Linked DNA regions of Oryctolagus cuniculus: region 2 is linked to region 1. Evidence: chromatin contacts called from public Hi-C data. All regions are on one chromosome and are shown on one strand. Each heading gives the region's core, a stretch centred on a gene start, on an enhancer-like site or on the middle of the called end of the contact. The rest is flanking DNA. Distances are from core to core; before and after follow the strand shown.

Region 1 (3,294 bases), core at 1-2,500:
ATGGAAGAATGTATACTGTCTGTTGGCATTGGCTGTGTGAAAGTTAGGCCGCCCAGAGCCCCTAAAGCTCACGAGACCATCCACGTAAGTTCTGTGCCTGTCCCCTGCTTGTGGAATACGGAAGCTGTCAGAAAGCTGCTTCCTGTCATCAGTAAATTCAGTCTGTGTCTCTGCTTTCCTTTGATGTCTTCTTAAGAAGTGTGATGCCTGGTTTTTAAAACACATCACCTTTGCATGAAATCACTGCCCCAGACTCCTAGGCTTTGCCCCCATACTTGGCGAGCTGAGGGTTAAAAATTCTGAGCCTCCCCAAACTCCACAGTGCCTAATCACCTCCTCCACACCCTCCTCTGTGCGCCCCCCCACTGGCTGGGAAAGACTGCTTGCCAGCAGGTGTTTGATTTCCCCCAGTGAGCGGGACTATAAACCCAGCAGGGAGAGTATTGTACTGGGTCCTGAAAAGGTCAGAAGCCTGTTCTTCACTTTCCTGTGATAAGCTCCAGGTTTCCCTCCAGCTTCCTGAGAACTCTGAAGCTCCCCGTGAGGGGGTGGGAGATGACATAGTCTATCAATTAGAAAATATAAACTGTGGGGAATGATTCTGGTTGCTCAGTGCAGCCAGTTTCTCAGATAAGCAGTTTATAACATGTGTTTGTTTTTTAGGAGGAAGAGGAAGACATGGACAGCTACCAGGTAATTTAGCATCTGTTGGCCTCATCAAATCAGCTTGATTAAAGTATGTAATTACACATTCCTGGATCTCACTGTCGTGTTAATAATTAAACAATTAATTTTGATTCAGATACTGCTTTTTCTGAGATTAAAACAGAGTAAGGGACAACGAGTGTTGTTTCATAGAACATGAAGCAAACTATGTTAACAGCAGAAAATCATTTGTGACTGTTATCTCTTTCCAACCCCGGGGTTCCCCAGACTCTTTGTCCAGCTGCTCTTCCTCAGACTTGTTCTGTTTGTGAGGGGACCTGCCAGCCTTGCCCCTAGTGCAGTCCTCTCACCCTGAGCTTGGGTCCTGCCCTAACCAGTTTGTATATTTTAAACCAGGTCTCTCTTCCTTACTTCCTGAAGTCATTCAGGGTTTCTGGGCGCTCCTCCCCCTTCATTTCTAATCTTCTGCAAGATTTTGTTTGTGTCTGTGGACTTTCATCTTGTTAGTCATCATTTAGGACTGTCAGAGCTCTTTGGAGCCTGATTATGTCATCCAGTATAGTCACTCTCCTGGAGTTGCATCACTCTAATTTGATAGAAGTGTCTGTCTTCCTATAAGTCACAGATAACAACGTTGAGTCAGATAGGGTTAAAGACAGAGTCCCATGGCACCACAATGGAGACTTCTTTTAAGCTGACTTTATTCCATCAATCACAGTTCTTTGGATGTGATATTTGATTCCTCCGTGATTTCACTCAAGTAGATGCATTTCATGTTCCTCCATCTTGTCCACAAGAATGTCATAGGCTATTTGGTTAAGTGCCCTAGTGAAATCCAGATACTCGACATCTGCAGCATTCCACTGACCTACCCAGTCGTATAACCTTATTATAAGAGGAAATGAAGTAAGACTGGCGTGTATGCAGGTGTTGACTGGTAGCGCTGTTATTCTGTTGATAACAAGCCTAGTCCATTCTCTCTCCGCTCTTACCCCCAAAATGCACAAAACCAAGAGAAGCATTTCCGTGTAGTCTGCAGGAGGCTAATGAGACAGGTCGCAAATTTTGAAGCATTCTTCTGCTGTTTCTCAGGTCTATAAATCTGAAAATTATTGAATGATACAAGTTCTGCCTGGCCAAAAAAAAATTGCCTTTTAGATCTTTATTTCAAGTGATGTTCTATCTTTTGGACCATGAAAAATCAAACTTGTTCTGGATACCAGAGCCTGCCCTTTCAGAAATAGTCTCACTCTAGGAAAGAACACTTTAAATTCTAAAAGCTTGTGTTCTGAAACATAGATGGAGTGCATTGGTGGTGGTAATAAAGAAATGATGTATATTACTTGATGTTTTTGAAGCCTGTGAGGGTGCATTACAAAGTTTATAGGAAAGTAGAATTAAAGGGTAAGCCTGTTTGGTGCAAAAAAAAATTGAAATCTATGCTTAGTTTTTAGATTTTTTTAAATTTTGGGTAATATGCATTTTCTGTGGACATTTTGAAGACCCCTTGTATTAGAGTAAGGTAAGATAGAGCATCAGGTTGAGATACATTGTCTTGACATGACATTGAAGATGATTTCTCTTGTTTTCTTCCAGGATCGCGATTTAGAGAGACTACGTAGAAAATGGCTAAATGCATTAACGAAACGTCAGGAGTACTTGGATCAGCAGCTCCAAAAGCTTGTCAGTAAACATGGTAGGAAAAGCAAGTTCAGTATTTCCCTGTCCACCAAGTCAGTGCACAGTGGATCCCTGTCGGTAGCCACATAAACTAGGTGCCCAGTGAACAAGTCGGTCATGAGGATGGCAGGAACGTGAGAGAGTGCACCATCCTTTCAGATGAGCATTTACCCAGCTGTACTGATGCTGCCATAGGTCCTCCCACCCCGCCCCTTAGCAAGCAAAGAAGAAATGCAGCCTGTGAAACAAGTATCATCCCTCCAAGATAACTTAAAGGCAGAAGCTAGCGTTTCTTGTCTGAAGTGCCTGGGTCTTTGCACCCTGGACCAACTCACCCATGGACTGTTCCACGGAAGGCCTTCCGTGAGCTGGGGGCAGCCTCTGCCAGAGCCCACCTGACCTGTCCAGCTTAGTTTTCTGTCACTAATAAGCGCTAGCAGCCAGTAACTGAAATACAGGTAAATCCAGTCTGAGGACAAAAGTTGAAGTGGTGCCTGAGATTTCTATATTTAGTCCTCCTTCCTGGTATTGTAGATAAAACAGAGGATGACGCTGACCGCGAGGCACAACTCCTGGAGATGCGGCTGACCCTGACCGAGGAAAGGAACGCGGTGATGGTGCCCTCTGCTGGCAGTGGGATCCCGGGGGCCCCGGCAGAATGGTATGAGCCTGCAGGATGTCTCGGGAAGCTGTAGATACGCCCTAGGCTGCCGCTGTAGATACGCCCTAGGCTGCCTGTTGGCAGTGTGGATGTTTGGATGTGTGGTGAAATGAATGGAACATTCATTCCCGTTTAAGGGGACAAAGCTGTTGGAAGTAAGAGAACTGTTAAATTATTTTCATGAGTGAAATGACTGTGGCCTAAAACTGTTTTATTAAATAATATTGTTATTGGCCAAAGTAATTAAGATTTCTGAGAATCAAAATCAATATTTAGTACCACTATGC
Region 2 (3,282 bases), core at 522-3,021, 600 kb after region 1:
ACTTTAACATGTCTTTAAACTGCTCCTTTTAAGTTTCAAGTGGTGCCCCTCCAGTTCTTCTTGTGTGTTAGTGACTCTGATTTTATCTTTTGGGTATGCTGTCACTTCCCGGGACCTCCTAACCGGAGTCACTAGTATATACCAGCTGACTTTTTTCCCCCTAGTTTTTATTAACTTTTTAAGGATTTGTATCTTCTTTCTCACAAATACACAATGCTTTTAAATGAAGATTACTATTACATATGGAAAATATTTTCTAAGTAGAACTCATTGTACAAATCAGCAATTCATGACGTCATAGTCTGAAAGAGAACTATCATTCAAAAGGAAAAACACCCAGAGATGGGGGGGTCAATGATCATTGGGAATTTCTAGTTAACAAAAATGTTTAACTTACTACTTTCCTTGGACATAAGTGGTAACAGTTTAAAATTTTTTCTTATTTTTCATTATTGAGGCAAGCAGCACATCTTTTAAGAAAGGGAGTCTGCATCTATTCTTAGCATTTTAGATTTGGAGGGAACAGTTAGGATAACTTTAATAACTCAACTCTCGCAGCGGCAGAAACATTTCAGAACTGAGCTTGCCTCACTTCCCTTCTACAGGCTTTTCACATCAGCTAATCTGTGAATTAGGATCCTGTTCACCTGGAGGCTATCTTTTAGCTTGATTCCCAATTACAATCTTTATCACTAAAATAAGAAAAGAAACTGCTTGCACTTCACGAATGAAATCAACCGATTGATACTCACAGAAATGGACCTACTACAGACTGAGGGTTTTAAAGAAATACACTCTTCTTAAAATATGAATTTTGTCACACAGGGGATAGGAATCAGAGGACCGAAGTGGGCAAAGGCGACGCCCCCTTAGCACTGCAGCCTGAAGAGGTGGACAGGACACTGCTACCTTGGGCAGCGCTGCGGTAAGAAGACGCGAGACTGAGCGGAACCCGCCAGGCGGCGCGACCCAGAAACTGGCCAAGGCAGGCCGGCACCGAGGAGCCCAAGCTCTCCCGAACGCTCCGTACGTACTCCAGCGCTGCTCCCCGCCTGCCAAACTTTACTTTTTGGAAAGCTCAAGTTGGCTGCCAGACGCAGGTTGGCCGCGCTGGGAGGGCCGGGGTGTGGCGCTGGGGACCGCCGGCGGGCAGCCTGCGCAGCGAGGAGGAGGAGGAGGCGGCTTCCCCGGCTGGGCTGGGCGTGCTCGGGGCGCCCGGCTTCAGCCCCCAGGGACAGCAGCCTGCAGCAGGCACGCGAGGCACAGGCCACTCGGGAGCACCCGCGGCGGCACGGGGCAGGGCCCGCAGCCACGCACGCCGGCGCCTCGCAGCTCCGGAGTTCCCACGCGTTCGCAGTCCACGCCCTCCCCGGTTCCTGCACACGCAGCCCCACCCTGGAGGTCAGTCACATCCACACCCGCGGCAGGAGAGGAGGAACCGGCCGCAAATGCCCCCACGGCGGGCTGCGCGGACCCTGCGGAGACGCGAGCGGCGCGAGAACGGGACCAGACAAAGAGTTTAAAATAGATCCCTCCCGGCGAACCCGGGCTCCGGCGACAAGTGGGAGACCCTCTCTCAATGTTAGCAGCCCAGGGCCTGTCCGATTCGCACCACGAAGGGACTTCACACTCCCGGCAGGGATGACCCCGCGGGGCCCCCTACCTTGCCACAGCTTCAGGTGCCGACGTCTGAGGCGGCCGGCGACAGCGACCGCGACCCGCGCGGCGGCTCCCAGCCCCGCCCCCTCCGGCACTGGCCCCGCCCCCCGCCCGAACAGTACTCGCCCCGCCGCGGCGGTGCAGCTGGTTCGCCGCCGCCGCCGCGAGGGCCCCGGAGCCCGGTGCATTGTGGGAGGCCGCAGCCCAACGCCGAGCCTGTGCTGACCCCTGGCGGGCATCGCTGAAACAGCATTTGGAGCCGGGCTGTGCGGCCTGGGACCGCCCGCTTATGCGCCACCTCCTCTGTAGTGACATGAGTGAAAACTAAAGCAGCTCTAAAACTTTTGAGGCTAGGGATAATCCTTAAAAATGACAAAATTGAACGACGTCAATAGGATGGCGAAACCTGTGCAGACGGGCTTCATCTGTCAGAACAGTGGCGTCCTGTGTGGCGGGAACTAAAGAAATAGTTCACATGGAGTGACAAAGTCAATTACCCAAAGATATTCATAGTGAAAAAGAACGAAGTTACAAGTGACTAATAAGAGGTGCAAGGTTCAATAACAGGTAATGCCCGGGTATTTGAGCGTCTGCTGCCTATATGGGAGACCCGGATGGAGCTCGGAGCTCCTGGCTTCCGTCTGGCCCAACCTTGGCTGTTGCAGCCATGTAGGAAGTGAATCAGCAATAGAAGCTCGCTTGCTCTCTCTCTCTGACACTCTGCCTTTCAAATAAATCAAAATAAATCTTTTTAAGAAGAGAGAAGTGCATTCTTTCATTGTGGTAGCACTTCTGTGCTGTCAGACAGCTTTGGGATGAAAGGGAGGCAACTAGAACTTTTCAGACCCCCTAGGCTTCTCTGATGGACGCACAGGAAGGCAGACATCTAGTAAGAGCCGTCTGGCTTGCACCCAGATGATTATCACTGAGCTACTTCCCACGTGGGCATTCCTCCCTTCAGCAGCTGAGCCGGGAGGAGGACACGCGTGGGCCCCTACGGGAGCAGGTGAAACTTGTGCTAAAGCAGGAAACAAGACGAAGAGAACTTGGTGGGTCACTGTTACCTGCACTGGCTCTAGGGGCCCAGTGTGGTGCCAACTAGTGTGGGGGCAGTGTGAGCTGGAGCTGGTTGCTTCCTGCCTGGCCAAGTGCAGTGCTGTTCTCTTTCTCCCTGCTCTCTCTGTTGTTCTCCTGCACCGTATCCCCTCACTCCGTGCAGTGATTCTTCCCAGGCAAACCTGATCACACTTGCTTACTTCCCGCGGAGGGACCCTGCCTGGACTTTCATTCCTCACCACACACCAGGCTCTTCCTAATCGGATGTCTGCTCAGTGCCCCGGCTCTATCTGCTGCCCTGTTCACGTTGCCCTCGCCAAGGAAACTCTGTTCATGCTTGATTCTAGGCCTTTACATTTTATCTCCAAATTTTGACTTTATTCATAGCTCTATTTGTCTGTTTCCCTGCTAAGAATTGAATCACATTTATAGTTTTATTATTATTATATGTTTTTAATATCATTTTATTGTGGTAAATATATGAGGGATCTTCAAAAAGTTTGTAGAAAATGTATATTAAGAATAAACTAAGGCCGGCGCCGCGGCTCACTAGGCTAATCCTCCGCC

What was found. A called contact is a pair of places that touch in the nucleus more often than the background predicts.
Region 2: a contact with region 1 is called in a Hi-C map of an unstated tissue, with 3 times the contacts expected there. The contact joins the promoter of EXTL3 here to the enhancer-like site in region 1. A contact is called at or near these places in 2 of 6 Hi-C or Micro-C datasets (skin fibroblasts and an unstated tissue).

What each region holds. Positions count from the first base shown.
Region 1 is chr2:44,910,906-44,914,199 of mOryCun1.1, forward strand. It overlaps KIF13B (kinesin family member 13B), which reads left to right. Exons shown (of 41, transcript XM_051842522.2): 25 at 1-84; 26 at 664-693; 27 at 2,263-2,362; 28 at 2,881-3,007. Among named protein-coding and RNA genes, the nearest start is that of KIF13B, 160 kb to the left of the region's middle. Within about 2 kb of position 1,251, at least 1 of the 8 cell types and tissues checked has an H3K27ac peak or open chromatin away from gene starts, as enhancers often do.
Region 2 is chr2:45,512,092-45,515,373 of mOryCun1.1, forward strand. It overlaps EXTL3 (exostosin like glycosyltransferase 3), which reads right to left and starts at 1,772. Exons shown (of 6, transcript XM_070068238.1): 1 at 1,664-1,772.